Regions from separate parts of the Arachis hypogaea genome. Here region 1 is linked to region 2. Evidence: chromatin contacts called from public Hi-C data. All regions are on one chromosome and are shown on one strand. The core of a region is the stretch at or near the end of the contact, and the rest is flanking DNA. Distances in the headings are between cores, read along the strand shown.

What was found. A called contact is a pair of places that touch in the nucleus more often than the background predicts.
Region 1: a contact with region 2 is called in a Hi-C map of an unstated tissue, with 2.5 times the contacts expected there. The contact joins the promoter of LOC112786817 here to the enhancer-like site in region 2. A contact is called at or near these places in 4 of 8 Hi-C or Micro-C datasets (leaf and an unstated tissue).

Annotation. Positions count from the first base shown.
Region 1 is chr3:2,468,268-2,473,443 of arahy.Tifrunner.gnm2.J5K5, forward strand. LOC112786817 (probable NOT transcription complex subunit VIP2) reads left to right here and starts at 3,768. Exons shown (of 14, transcript XM_025830191.2): 1 at 3,768-4,029; 2 at 4,645-4,763. The coding sequence starts at 4,746.
Region 2 is chr3:2,419,872-2,424,852 of arahy.Tifrunner.gnm2.J5K5, forward strand. No RefSeq gene overlaps it. Among protein-coding and RNA genes, the nearest start is that of LOC112786757, 11 kb to the left of the region's middle. Within about 2 kb of position 1,955, at least 1 of the 3 cell types and tissues checked has open chromatin away from gene starts, as enhancers often do.

The DNA of each region.
Region 1 (5,176 bases), core at 2,518-5,017, 50 kb after region 2:
AATTTCTTGCAAACATAGCAAGGTATACGTTGTCGATGGAGTCAGAAAAGGTAACGGGATTGAAATCACTTTTAGTGATGTTGATTATGTGCTAGAGGAAGGTAAAGACAGTAGCTTTAAGTTGATAGAGGTTGAAGTGGATGCTGAGTCAGAGCTTTAAGGTGAAGAGGTATTTAATGACAGTGCTAATGATGGTGACCATGAGAATCACTTTGGGTTTAAGGTGGAGAATAATGATCCACAATCAAATGCATTTGGGGGATTCACTGGCCCACTGAATGATGAGGGACCTGCAACAGCTGAAACAACTCAAGGTGATGAAGGTTTAGCGGAGGGTGATGAGCAAGTTGGAAAAATATCTGATGGATATGAGACTGAAGATATAGACAATTACGAGGGAGACTCTGATAATATGATAAAAAAGAGGAGGTTCATAACAGCCATACTTTTTACATCTTTACATATAACACTGCAACAATCAAAACACGAAATATCAAAGTCATTATAATTTGCATCTTGTTTTACTTTTTCATAGTATCTTCCATTTTACCAAATTGTTCTTGGACTAAACTTAGCTCACCACACAACCTTTCTATACAAGCATCTATTTCTCCAACTTCTGCAATTAATCTCTCTAGATCCATACTTAATCTCTCTATCTTCCTTTCTTGTGCCTCCAATTCTCTTATCCTTCCAAATTATTGCTGTGAACCTATCACTCTATCTTTTCCAGATAATTTTTTTTTCTTTTTCATCAACTCACTCAAAAAACTTGCATCTCCTGTTAGGGTAAGAAATGAATCTTATGTTTGGATTTCTTGATGTACTTTAACTCCGAAAAATCAGAGTGTCTCCACAAAAGCAATAAACTCTCTTTTCCTTTTGCTTCAACCATCCACTATTCTCATCTTCTTCATCATCAATCCACTCGAAAAACTTGTATTTTGGCATTCTTCCACAATTAACATACATTCTTTCATGGCTTGCTACTGCCGAAGAAGACATCACAGTAACTACCTCACCACAAAAATAAATATGTGTCTTTTTGACGAGGGTTTTGGAACTAGAAACTCTTAAAGATAAGTGACTTTGATCCATAAGTATTCACAAAGTAAGAGAAGCAAACAGAAGAGGAGAAGTTTGAGGAAGAGGCGAAGAGAGTGAGACTCGGAACCTATTGATTCTCAATGATTTGTAAGGGGTAGATGAGGAGTATAATGATCAATTTATCCATTCTTAACATTTTTTGTAATGTTTACTGTTAAGAGAGACTTAATTAAAAAAATGATACAGGAACTCAATTAAAAAAAATATATATCGGGACCTAATTAAAAATTTTACAAAACTATAAAGACGTAATTAAACTTTCAAAAAATTTTATAGACCACCAAAATATCCAAGAAACATGCTCCACTACATTAGAGCAAGTTTGATATTTTGATTTGTATTTTTATTTTTTATTTTTATTTTTAATATTTTTTATTTTTTAAATTTTATAAAAAAAAAAAATAAAAAATAAAAACAGAAAATAGAATTTTATTATTTTTGTTATTTTTATTTTCTTTTCACAAATTTCAAAAAATAAAAAATACTAAAAATAAAAACGTAAACTAAATATATCCTAAGAGCAACTCCAATGGAATGGAAGTAACTTTCAGGGTTCCATTTTCTCTTTTTGTGACATCAACGGTTGGAGAAAAGGAAAATTGAGTTCCCACTCACATTCCAAGGAGAAGGAGTTCCTCCTCACAGGGACTTGTGAATGCCAATGATAGCTTGCCACATGGCAAGTTATCTTTAAAATAAATAATTAAATTATTTAATATAATTATTTAATTAATTATTATAAAAAAATATTTATATAAAATCATAATTAATTAAAAAATTATATTAAATAATTAAATTATAATTAATTTATTAATAATTATAATAATTTATTATATTAAATAATTATATATCTATTTAATTAATTATTTATGTTAATCATTTAATAATTAGTTATAATAAATTATAATTAATATAAATAATTATATTTAATCAATATTAAATATTATTTTATTAAATTATAGTTAATTAAATTTATTGATTGAACACATATGGCAATTTCACAATATTTATCGTTAACTATGGAGTTTAATTACGTTTTTATATTAAACAATTTTATAAATTAGTGTCATCTCGAATTATGAATTATATATTGTGTATTATTTTTATATATAATTTTTTTAATATTAATATTTTTTAACAATGAATTATTTTTTAATTTATAAATGTAAATAATATTATTGTAATATATGAATTATATATTGTGTATTATTGTTATATATGAATTTATTTAATATCAATATCTTTTAATAGTGAATTATTTTTAAATTTATAAATTTAAATAATATTATTGAAAAAATTCAATTATATTAATTTTAAATATTTTAATTAATTAATTAAGTGAGACTACAACAGGAGCTAAAGTTAATTCCTCCTAATGGAAAAGAAATAGATGATTTGAGTTCCTATTTACTGTTTATGACGTAAAAATTAATGTAGAGTTACTTTTTATGACAGGTGGGCCATAAATAGGAATTGGGATGAATTCCCTGGAGATGGTCTAATATCTCTTATTTCTTCTGCCACTTGTGATTAACTCTGCCACCACCGCAGCCGTGAACACTGTCTCAACCACCACCACCATCTCGATCTCCTATAATGACGAGCTCTATCTAAAACAAATCCCTAAATCCTTTCTATCTACAAAAGAAAATACACTTAACAATATTATATGAGAATATTGTTAAAAAAAAAGTCAAAAAACACACTTAGAGATGAGCTCTTTGTATAATATATTATATGAGAATATATGATTAGAGGTTTCTTAAAAAAAACTAATACTACCATAATTGCATTGAACGTCACTATAATTTTAAAGCAAAATTTTGACTTTCTAAAAATGGTTCTTCTATAAAATTAGAGGTAAAGTTAATATAGTATTCAACTAACGCTATTAGTATTAACATTTAACAATAACTTAAAATAAAATATTAAGTCTTAAATGACATAATTTTTTTATTTTTATCTAAAAGTCTCGAATTTCACTTAAAAAAAAATATTAAGTCATAAATATTTAATATTTTACACAATTTAATATGTAAAGTATTTTTAAAACAGTTAAAAATAAGTTAACAAGAATAACAAATACTTGTTTATCTCACCAAATCATCATACTTTTAAGTAAAAAGTAAATCAATATAAATATATTATTTATAATTTTAATTAATTTTTTTATAAATTCTTATTATAAAATAGATATTAAAAATGAGTTAAATAATATATATTTATAATAAATATATAATAATTAATTTAGTAATTAATTTTTAGTTTTCATATTGCATTTTTGGTTTTTCAATTAGATTAAATTTATTAAGCAATTTTAATTGGATTTAATTGAAGGCAAATTCTATGGTGCCTATAACTTTAGTGTCGAAATTGCCGAACTTGCCTTTTATGGTAAGTTTTAAATATTAAAAATTTATTTATTTTTATATTTTTTAATTTAAATATTTATTTTTATCTCTTTTTAGTAAGTTAGACAAATGTATATAGGCACCATAGCATGCACCTTAATTGAATTTGAATAACTCCATGGAATCTCACAAGTCTCAACTCTCAAGTGGCATAAACTTTTCACAAATGAGGCCCAAGGTGTTGGTGCTTGGTGGAGAATCCTCACCAGCGGTTAATACTTAACTTAATTATATATATAACTTGAATATATATATATTATATATAATTTTATTTTTCCCCCTTCGTTTTTCCACTTATCACAGAAATTCGTAAACGCTCGTCTCTGTCTTCACAAACCCAAACTCAAACCCAAACCCAACCCGAAGCTTTTCTCTCTCTATCTTGTTTTCTCTCTCTTTCTCTCTCGCTCATACCTATCGCTTTCTATCCTTCTCTCTGGTTTTCGATTTAGGGCTCACGAACTCGCTCTTTGACTCAGAACCTTCTTGCAGCTCCGATCTGCTCCTTCAGGTATCGCCGAGTCGACTCGTTCGTAGCTTCGATCTACTGTGCTCTCTCTTACAACTCCTTCATTTCATTCTCTTAGAAGTTAGATCTTCGCGTTCGCGCTACTCATTATTTTCACTGTTTTAGATCTTACGGTTCCAGTTCTTAAGCTTCGAATTTAATTTTCTGCTATTAATGCTAATTCTTGTTTGTGCAACTGAAGCTATGTGTCGTCAATTGAACTGTCGTTTGGTTGATTTTTGTTTTCAATTTAAGATGTGAGATGATAGAGGAATCTGCAATTTGGATGATGTCTGATTAATGTGCATTTGGAAGTGTGTTTTTAGCTTGCGAGCTTGGTTTAAGTGTTTTAGGTTAGGAATCTGGCGGATTTTCTTGGTTTTAATGTGCGTTCATTCAACACTGTCATTTTTTTGATGTATTGTTACTTTTCAGTGTTGCCAAGTGTTTGGTTAAGTCATTGTTCTTGATTCTTTATTTTCAAGCATGACAGTCCCCGTGTTGATAATTAGTTTTAAGTTTTAACTGTGGTTTCTGCTTCAGTAAGTTATTGGTGTCTCCTATGGACAAATATAGAGTTTGCTCATTCTTACAAGTTACTGTTTTTATCCTCTATAGGTTGTGTTGATTTGTTGCAAGGAAAACGCTCTTCAGGTTGGTGTTCAAGGGAGGACTCAGGAAAGGGATGACTTATAGTTTGGCCTGTTGAAATTCGAGCAATGTCAGGGCTACTTAATGTATTCCCTTATACCTTGAAATGCTTCCCATTTTGTTCTGTCATTTGGAGAAGATTTTCAATTTTTGTTCTTTCCCGTTTTATTACTTTGCATTGTCATGGCTACCAGATTTTTTTACTATAATTTTCTCGGATAGTTTGAATAACTGCTTGTTTGGTTGCATTAGGAAAACTAGGGTTTTTCTATTAGGGATTGACCAGACAGACTATTAGCTGGCTTATACTGGGGATTAACTTCTGTTACTTAATGAGTGTTAGAACTTACTCGCTTTCTTGTATGCATGTTGTTTGCCTTGAAGGTGCTTAAATTCCAGTCTAGTACAGTTTCCCTAGGATGTTGGTTCCCATGTCTTGATTTTATTCCTTTTACTACATGTCTATCATAAAAGTAAATTTTAACTGAGATTTCCTTGC
Region 2 (4,981 bases), core at 705-3,204:
TTAAAGGTTTGGTTCTGAATATTTTAGAGACTAGTTTAGTGTGATTTTATCGGGTTTAGAGTTGGGTAATAATCTCAGAAATAGATCCGATTATTATTTATGGTCGGACTCAGGTCAAGGTAAATTCAGCTTCACCCGATCTATGTGCACTCTAAGGGGATTAAAAAAATGTATATATGTTTAAAATTAATTTTAATATTATGTTATATTAATTATAAGTTTATTGTTTTATTTTTAATCATACTTAGTAAATTAGAAAATAGATCAAAGAAGTACGAAATAATTTATAGACAAATTCAAGTTCAAATATGGATATCAACTTCTCGTTAATAAATATGTTTTTTTCCTTTTTACAATTAAGTATATCATAATTTTTTGACATAAAATTTATTAAGGCCCGAACTTTATCGATTTTGATCTGGTTTTAGTATGACCCAAAAGCAGTATGATTTCACCGGATTTAAAACTGGACAAAGATTTTAAAAATAGACTAAGTTATTATTCAAGACCAGATTCGGATCAAGACGAATCCGGATTCATCCGACCATGTACACCCGTATTTCTTTTAATCATTCCAGTAAAAAAGGAAATAAACCCTAATTTCAGTCACAACAATCATGGTAATGTTGATGATATATATAGAATAGGTTTAATTATTTTGTTAGTCTCTGTAGTTTTGCGAAATTTTTAATTAGATTTCTATATTTTTTTTCTTTTAATTTGGTTCTTGCACCAAATTTTTTTTCAAGTAAGTCCCTCTTGACAGTAATTGATTTAATTGTATAGAAACCTAATTAAAAAAAATTGTACAGAGACCTAAATAAAAAAGTATAGAAATTTAATTAAAAAAAATTTAGTGTAACAACTCAATTAAAAAAATATATAATATAATTAAAAATTTCACAAAATTATAGGACTAACAGAATTACGTATGGGATAAGATGAATTGTGGTTAGGCCTCCAAATTAATTATAACATGATAGTTAATTATTGTTATAGTCTTGTAAATCAATTGCCATGTGGAAAAAGTAAAGATACTAAGCAAAAATGTTCATAGTACAAAAATGGAGATTTTGGTAATATTTTGCTTTCAAGGTAGTAGCTATATATATAGCTGAAGCATTAAGGCTACTAAATTTTCCATATCACAGAAAATGGTCAAATTTATGTGATGGACAATAATAACCCCTAACGTTCAAAGTATAGCATCTAGATTCTAGCTAGCTAGAACAATAATGCCATGTGCTAACATACTTTAATGTTGTATAATGTTGTTCTCTTAATTAACGATTGTGTTTTTTCCATTGTCTTCAAGCCATAGAATGAATGAACGAAGCAGATTAATTAAGTATATATGGACCTAAATTCTAAGGTAATAAAAAAGAAAGTACTAAAGAAGGCCAAAGGAATGATTCTGAAAACTCTTGCTTTATGTTCTAATATCAATCTCTTAACTTTGACATTTTAACAAGTCCTCATTGACAAAGATGTGATAGTAAACCTAATTTTCTCTTCTTCAATTTTTTCCCACCTAATGTCAAGTGATAAAATAACACTTTGGAAGCTACCAAAAAGGACGCATCCCTAAGTATTATAAACTATTTTTTCCCTCCCATTTTCAAGTCTAACACTAGTGAATTAGACAACAAACAAATTAAATATGTTGAATTCTACCTTAATAAATATTATCAAGGGGTTTTCAGATATAAATCTCAGTTGAAGGAAAAACTAAAGTTTATCATTTTTGTGTTTTGAAATAAGAAAACTTGAAATAAAATTTAATTTATTTAAAATAAATGCATATATTAACCTTTTAGCAAAATATATATTATGTATTTCTTAAGATTGAAGTATTCTACTTAACCATTTATTTATTCAAGTATTTTATATATTTCGTTGGGCTTAGTAAAGGAAATATTAATGGATTGGGCCGAGATGGGCCTATGTGGGCCAACGTATTTCATTGCTGATCATATTGAAGTTACTTCCTCACCACCCTTTACGGTATGTACGACTCCTCCAACCAACTTGGGTTGGTCGAGTGATTAGCTCACTCATCTGCTTAAGCAAGTGTCGGGAGTTCGAATCCCACCTTGTGCATGCAGCAACTCATTGGCCAGCGGCAGACCCTTAAATGGAGCTCAGATCCGCGACGGATTAGTCCTTAACCTATCGGGTTGGGGGATTCCGTTTGGGTAAAAAAAAAAATATATGACTCATCCTAAGTATTAAATAATAAAAGGTAAATACTCTTTTTATTCTGACTCCTGATTTTTTTTTGTTCTGAATTATATCGCATTTTAATCATCTTTAAACTTTAATTCAGTTCTCATTTATTAATAAAAACCCTCTTTTTCTCTTCTCTTCTTCTTTTTCTTTCTAGTCACCATCATCTTTATCATCATCATCATCGAACTTTAGCTTCACAACCATCATCGCAATATCAGCATCACCTAACCAACTTCTCTTTTCTTCTTCCTCTTCTTATTCTATTTTTCTTCCCTCTATCGTGCCATCTTCAGAACCACCATCTTCTCTCTTTGTTTTGCCACCAACAATTGTTGCCACCGTGGTTTCTTCTTTCTCTTCTTCTTCTCCTTTTCGCCCTCACCCAACCTCCCTCAATAGCACACTCCAAATCTTTTTGACGTCACTAAGATCCTCACTGTCCTCAATGTCCTTCGTGTCTCTATCCTTAATAATTTTCCTATTTCTGATTGGTACTACGTTCAGAGTTATTTGCCCATGCCTCATCCTCTGCAAACGTTACAAGAATTCAAATGTAATATTTGGTGAGGCATTCAAGCTCGTCGCTAAGGTCTTCCGATTGTCTCCAAATCTTATTAATGATATATGGATTACTAGTTTTGTAATTTTGTCAAAGTTAATGTAAAGAAAAATTATAAGACTGTAGAGATAAATAGTAATAATAATGGGTTTGAAAAAGAAGAAAAAGAGAAAGAGGATTTTTTATTTTTATTTTTTTATTTTTTATAGGAAATGAATTTTTAGTCCTGTAATTATTTGGAGTTGACATCTGTTACACGCCTATAATATGTCTCACACAAAAAAAAAAGCGGAGACCAAAAAAAAATAATTTATCTAATAATAAATATACAAATATTACCATTAATAACTAATTTGAGTTAATTGTACAATTTGTCCACTTAAATAAATATTAAAAATATTATAAAAAAAAACTAGCCTTTTCATTTTGGCACATTTTCAAGTTAATTCACTATACCTACTTACAGCAAGAAGGTTAATTCATGATTGAGACTCTTTGCCTTCCAAGACAATTAACTTGGATAATGCGATGAGTGCCTTCCGTTCCAAACAATCCGGTATTATATTTGGTAACAATCCAATAATTAGGATCAATTATTTTCCGATAATTTTTTTAAAATTATTATTTTACTCTTATATTCACCTTTTCCTTTCTTATCCCTTTTTTTTTCCCTTTCTAACACCACAATTTCACTTTTTACTGCAGTCAACCATCTAAATACTAAATCATAAATTTTAGATACTCAAATCAAAACTCTAAACTCTAAATTCTTTAAAACTGAAGATTAAAAAAATAATTTTACAATAAAAAATCAACTAATAGTGACTAATAAAAAATTCATTCCCATATATTTTGTCTATAAAATATGGGAACAATAAATGCCATATAACTTAAATATCATGCAAGATTATCATATACTTTTATGTAGATTATTAATGTATGTAACGTAATATCATCTAAGTTCGTGAGAGTGTAATGTAATTTTCCCTAAAATTTATATTTAGACACCTAATGATATTTTTTTTTTTAGTTTTCCACGGTATCCCCCAACCCGGCAGGTCAAGGACTAATCCGCCGCGGTACTGAGCTCCATTTAAGGGTTTGCCACTGGCCAATGGGTTGCTGCATGCACAAGGCAGGATTCGAACCCCGACACTTGCTTAAGCGGACTAGTAAGCTAACCCTAAAATTTATATTTAGACACCTAATGATATTATATATTATATCATCACAAATTTTTTGTTTTTAATTAGTTTTTGGTCCATCTATCTGTTCTTCTTGGTTGAAAACCCATCAATATTGGTGGGTCAAAAAATTTGACACCAGACTTACTGTATAGATACGGGCCTATTCTGACCCGTTGGGTCGCTTCTGTATGTTTGCTCGACAAGTTTCCCAAAAACAAAAAAAGAAATAAAAAGCATCAAAAGTCTTGGCCAAAAAAAAAAAATCATAAGTAACTTTCATTAACCAAATTAGGATTGGTTGAGTGGTCAAGTGTTGAAAATTCAAATTCTGCATCATGCATACAATAATTTATTGCCCAATAACAGACTTTTAAATAAAATTTAAATCTATTATAAATTAATCATTGATCTGTCGAACTGCGTATATGTATAAAACCAACTATAGACTTGATACAAGAGATATATTTTTGTTTAACTTATAACACATTTCAGATACGTAATATCCGAACTCTATTTTAATTGTTTTTTACTTGTAAATATTTAAAAAAATGCTAAAGAATACTTGTCTTTCTCAAAAGTCATGTTGAAGGGAAAAAAAGAAGAGACATATTTAAGAAATGTCAAAGTGATTGATTTTTTAAGGCCAAAAAATCTTCATTCTACCGTAGAGATGAAGATAACAAATGGGTATTTAATAACTAATTTTTAAATATATATGCACAATATATTTTGTTTTCTTAGTTCTCACCATACAAAATTATCTTAGACTCTAGTCGTGACTAATAATAATGATTTAAAAAGATGTTAGAAGGTTAAGATTTTAATTGGGATTTAATTAGTAATTGACCGTATTTTGAGCTTTTAGACGAATGAAATGAGTCGCAACACTTTATTTGTAGTATGTTTCGTTTATTACAATTTTGAAAATTCAATTTTAATTAATTGACATCTAAATATTTATTTTACAAAATCACTTTTACAATAATGAACCATAACCATATATTTA